2 separate regions of the Capsicum annuum genome follow, and region 2 is linked to region 1. A link is a contact called in public Hi-C data. All regions are on one chromosome and are shown on one strand. The core of a region is the stretch at or near the end of the contact, and the rest is flanking DNA. Distances in the headings are between cores, read along the strand shown. Region 1 holds the start of LOC107854756 (kinesin-like protein KIN-14Q). Region 2 has its middle 24 kb from the start of LOC124887429.

What was found. Hi-C and Micro-C count contacts between places; a contact is called where the count stands out from the background.
Region 2: a Hi-C map of leaf shows a contact between it and region 1, with 1.8 times the contacts expected there. The contact joins the enhancer-like site here to the promoter of LOC107854756 in region 1. A contact is called at or near these places in 3 of 5 Hi-C or Micro-C datasets (bud, leaf and placenta).

What each region holds. Positions count from the first base shown.
Region 1 is chr9:184,904,938-184,907,968 of UCD10Xv1.1, forward strand. It overlaps LOC107854756 (kinesin-like protein KIN-14Q), which reads right to left and starts at 1,595. Exons shown (of 18, transcript XM_016699757.2): 1 at 762-1,595; 2 at 552-632. The coding sequence starts at 852.
Region 2 is chr9:184,946,248-184,949,278 of UCD10Xv1.1, forward strand. It overlaps LOC107840873. Among protein-coding and RNA genes, the nearest start is that of LOC124887429, 24 kb to the right of the region's middle. Within about 2 kb of position 1,549, at least 1 of the 5 cell types and tissues checked has an H3K27ac peak or open chromatin away from gene starts, as enhancers often do. A contact at or near this core is called in leaf, where this site is marked.

The DNA.
Region 1 (3,031 bases), core at 345-2,844:
CCGTGGATTCCCACAAAGTGGGGTATACAGAGGCTAAAGTGTACACAGACCTTACCACTACCTCTATAAGGTAGAGAGGTTGTCTCCGAAAGACACAACTCAATTGAGGGTTGCATAATTACCCTCAACTCAAAATGTTGGAACAACCTAAGACAAACAGAGAAAAAAAATTTAAATCTTTAACAATTTTCCCACCAATAATCACATTTTCTGCAATTGGATTCTTGAAATTTTCAGCATTACACCCTTCCAGGAAACAAATCAATACACATAAAACACAATCAATCAAAAACAAAAATCCCCATTTTCAAGAATTGCTCTACTGCGTCTAAAAATGAGTATAATGCAAAAAAAGGAGGTGCTTTATTACCCTCAATTCAAAATCTTGAAAACCCTTTTTTTCAAGAATTGCTCTAAAACTGAGTGTAATGCAAAAGGGGTGATAAATACCCTCAATTCAACATCTTGTAAAACCCCTTTTCAAGAAAATCTTCTCATTTTCAAGAATTGCTCTACGAATGAGTGTACTACAAAAAGGGGTGCATAATTACCTTGACTCTTGATTGGGCTAGAACAATCAGAATCTTCTTCCATCAATGTATTTCCTAAATCACGCGACGACAAAAAGGGGTCTGCCAAAATACAATAGTAACACAATAATAATAATAATAATAATAATAATAATAATAATAATAATAATAAGCTACAACTCAATGTAACAATTGACATAATTTGTATATACCCGAAATCAAATATCTTACAGTAATTGTAGGAGCTAATTGATAGTTGTTGTTGGGAAGAAGAAGAAGCATCAGTAATAAGAAGTGGATCATGCCACTCATCAACATCCATTGATAAAGTGGGCAGAGAGTTTTGAAATGAAAAAAGTGTAGTGGGGGTAATCAAATACACTGCAGATTTCAAAGGCAAAAAGGGTAAAAAGGGATTCAAGAAAAAGAAAGTTCCATTTCAAAGGCCGGTAATTTCTCCGTTTCCAGTGTTATGATGAAAGACGAACGTTGCTCTTCTTTTGAAATTTGAAAATAAGAGACCGGGCCAAAATAAAATGTTAAACATACGAATTTTCAATTGGGCCGCCTTTAGGATTCTGTTTACCTTGCATCTTGTTACACAATCTATGGGAAAAATTTCACAAAACCATAATTTAAGATATTTAAATTATTAAAAAAATTCTTCAATTAATAAGAATTATAAAAATCACTTATTTATATTCTCTTTCTTTAAAAACTCTAGATACATAACTTTTACCTAAACAAAAAAGGGTAAAATTCATAAATGGCGACTCGGCAAAAACAAATGACACGAAAATGGTTAATGTTTCAAAATTCCAAAATCTAGTCATTTTATTGGCTAATTAGGCCGTTGACTCCTTTTGGACCACTGCTATCCTTTTCTAAAAAGAAAAAAAATTGCTACCTATTAATTTTTTTAAAAAATTGTTCTCTATTATTTTGGATCACTGATCATTTGCTAAATTTTCCTTCTAAATTTTCCTTCTATTTTATTTGATTTTTCTTGTTACTCCACTATTATTATTAATTTTTCTGCTTGTTGTGTTTTCTTCTTTTCCCCCTGTTTTTTTTTTGGGTTTGCTCATTTTTATTCTAAAAAATTGATATTTATATTTATTTTTTAATTCTATCAATAAAATAATTAAATACAAATTTATAATATCGTAACCAAATAAAATTTTATAGTTTTTATAAATACAAATTTATAATATCGTAATTAAATAATTGTATAGTTTATATCACATCCTATACAATGTTTAACTACAATAATTTTTAGATATAAATTATATACCATATTTATACAGTTTATATACATCCTATACATATACATATTCTATACAACAATGATACAAATTCTATACAGATCATATATATAAAAAATATATATTCTATACAATACTTATACGATTGTTTTATACATTCTCTACAACAATTATTCATTTTTTATACACATTTTATACGATCTTTGGCTACAATAATTATTCAGATACGTATTTTATACAACAACTACATAGTTTCTATACACATTCTATTCATACGTATTTTATACAATAACTATATAATTTCTGTATGCATTCTATACATTTTTTATCTATATTTTATACATATACATATTTAATATAACTATACAATTTCTATACATATATCACATATAGGTACAGATTCTTTACAATAATTATAACTTTTTTATATAATTGTATTTAATTGATATTTTTAACACATTTTGTACAGGTTCCATAATATCTTATATTATATTTAATAATTATACATTTTTATCAAATTATATATAATTATTATTTCTTTTAAATAAAAAAGCAGATTTTTTAGTTAAAAATTTTATACAATTTTTATACACATTCTATACAACCTTTAGCTGCAATTATTATTCGGATATATATTTTATACATCAATTATAAATTTCTTTATACATTCTATACAATTTTTAATATATATTTTATACATACATACATATATAACTATAATATATTAAAAGTTTGAAGACCCTTAGAAAAGTGATTTGAGCTTTTTGTCCTTCATTAAAAGACTCTCCTTTAGACAAAACTGTCTTTTCATTTTTTTTTTAATTTATTATTTAATTATTTTTATTATATTAACTAGACTCCTAAAATATATGAAACTCCTAAAATATATGAAAGTAGAATCAATTAATATTTTTCTTTGTACTGATCAATTAGAAAAATACTCCCAAAATAGGATAGAATAATATTCCTAAAATAGGACTCTATTAAGGAAATACTTCTATAAATATGATTGATACTTATCTAACTTAATTCGGTTGCATGTCTAGATCGATGGATGCTTAATTTTCTAACCCACCATAATAAAATTCAATGTGTGCGTATATATATATGTGTGTGTGTGTGTGTGTGTGTGTGTATATATATATATCTTCTTTGTTTTCATTCAAGTCATTCTTTAGTGTCAAAATTTTCCTTCAAACAAGAATTATTTTCATCAAAATTGAAGCTTTGTGATCA
Region 2 (3,031 bases), core at 299-2,798, 41 kb after region 1:
GTATGCAACTCTCTTTGACAACATTTCAATGATACAAGGTGGTCATGTCAAAATTCTTAAACTTATGCAAATCTTTCTCTCTTTAACAAAACACATTTATGTCAAGATACTCCCTCTCAAAATTTCTAAATCATGCTCAAAATACTATGGTATTTGAGTAAACTATTTTCAAGCCATAAATCATGCATTTCAAATCCTTCACATTAATATCATAAACTTAAAGTTATCACAAGAGAGGGATTTCATAAGTTGTGCTCTCAAACATTCTTCAATCTAAATCTTCATACATATACATATACATATACATATACATATACATGTAAATCAATTTAAAGGGGGGAAAAGGCCTAAAGACCAAATCAACAGTACAATTAAACATTCATAATGTATAATAAAATCATGTATTTCAAAACCCCTTTTCTAAATTCATGCTTGATAATCTTTAAATCACGTTCTAGTGTTTACAAGCCCATGTAGTTTTTAGGATAAACCCTACGTACCTTAGATTATGAATTTTGGATGAACACTTGCTTTTGGGACTCTATTTGTGCTTTTGATGGATGATTCTTGAAGATCTTAGTTTGGGGATTCTAATTCTTGAATCAATTTTGGAATTTAATGGTGAAATTTTGAGGATCTTGAATCTTAGGTTGAGGCCCTAGGGTTTGGTTCTTGAGAGGATTTGAGAGAAAGGAGTGTATTTTTGGTGAAATGGAGGTTGAATTCAGTGTTTATGGAGTTATGGGGTGAAGTGAAAATTCCAAAATACCCCTCCAAAACCGTTTAGGAAACGCTAAATTTTAAAGGTGACGACCTTAGCTGATAGGTCATCACATATGTGATAAATTATCATACCAGGTCATCACTCAGAGGCTGATTTTGTGAGTTACTGCCTTGGGCTGACGACATGGCTGATAGGTCATCACATATGTGATAACTTATCAGCTCAGGTCGTCACTTGTCGATAGACAGACATGCTGAAGTAAAATGGGTATAACGTTTTTTTCTGATCTGAGATTTGGGAAAAATTGGTATCTTTAGAAAGATAATTCGAAGATCTTTCATTTGATATATAGTAGGCCACCCAGTTTATCATATACAAGGAGTTATGGTTGATTGAATCTGACCTAAGTTTCGACACTCACTCAAACTCGAACGATAGGAAAGCTTTCAACTCGTCCTTGAGTTTAGGGACCTCTATGATCTCAATTTATGATCAAATAGGTTCCCGCACTACATAATTGATTAACATGCCAAATTTGCATAAAATTTATGACTTTTGAATCATCTACGCATAGAAACGACGATTTTTCGTTCTATCCCGAAATTCAGGGTGTTACATCTTTATACAAGTAATAATGCCGTGCACTTTTCATTTGACAATATAATCCTATACTTTATCTGAGAATTCAGGATTTCTTATGACCACCACAATTTCTCTGTTCTCCACTAGCCCCACACCACACTTTGGTGGCCTATAATTTGTCCCTTATTTGCCACAGTACTTCTCTTGGAAAACTGTATTTATTCTTCAAAAAAATTTTTTTGGGTTTACGAATAAAATGGCAACACAGGCATTGATATCTTCTTCATCTATTACCTCCTCAGCAGAGGCTGCCAGACAAATTCTAGGAGCAAGACATTTTCAACCAATCAAGAAGGCTTCATTCGTTGTAAGGGCTACTGCCACTCCACCTGTTAAGGTAACCACCTTTATTGTTCCTTTCCATGTATAAGTAAGGGGCACATTGATACATCTAGTACATTGCTCTTCATATATATATAATGATAGCGCTGTTCGAGTCAGATTTGCATTTTGACTATTCCACCAGATACTATCACCCATGAGAACAAATACGGTGTACTTATACCCAACAAAGCTTATATAGATGAGATGAAGTCACCATGCACTGTTTGCTTCTGCTGGGGATTTTCAGCCACTTCGAGGTCGTTTGGTTGGGAAACAAGTTACGTTTGGGATTAGTTATGCTATGGTTAGTTGTATTGGGATTACTTATCTTGGTATTACTTTTTAGTGGTTGTTTGGTTTGTGGCATTCAAAATAATATGCATTGCTTTCTTTCTAAGAATAGATAGTTTGTTTACAAAAATACTCTTCATCTTATTTAGCTTAATTATTTTTTTAATATTAAATCATACAAAAAAAATTAAAAGGTTACTAATTTTTATTTAACCTCATTAGTTTCTTTTTCCTAAACATACATGTTAGGAAATTTATATTGATATTTCTTAAAGAAATTTAACCGGGGGCAGCCGCTGATCAATACAGACAAGGACTTCATTTGACACATGAGATTATAAATTAACATGCATTTTAGAATAATGTCTGACCAAACAAACAGAATAATGCAATAAATACATTATTTTTCCTTTCTTTCCTTTCTTTTTGATGACAGAGAATGGCTAGAGGCAGCAGTTTGGAACTCGGTGGATACTGTCCCTCTCTACTCTTCTCAATTTAATTATCAGGCTTTTGTCAGAGGCAGGGTTCGAATCCATGACATGAACCTAACCCACCATTATGTGTTGCTGTCTTACCACTAGACCAAAACGCTAGATCAATCAAGGCCTTATTCTCTTACATTATTGACTATGAAAATTCAAAAATGTAATACAGAACCTCCTCAGGGTTAGCTAGCTTATGGACTCCGTTCTGCAGTGCCATCATGAAGACTATAATCAGAAGATCAAAAACTAGAAAGTACAGTGTCTTAGGGAGTTCTCTCACGATCGTAATTTCAGTTATTCATCTCAAGCAGCATTAGCCAAAGGTTCACTTTCAGTCGATGCTTCAAGCCTGCAAGATTATAACCAAATACAGGAGTCAAACTCGCAAAAACGAGTTAAAGGACAAGGCAGGTACTGAAGACCTGATGGCACACCATTTGCAGCCCTGAATACCTACTTCAGAGAACAGAATAAACTCTTCTATTATCTTTTCCTGACATGTTAGGACAGAATCTGTGTCGTATAATAAAGGTTAAGTAACTTCATTACGGAGTTATTTTGT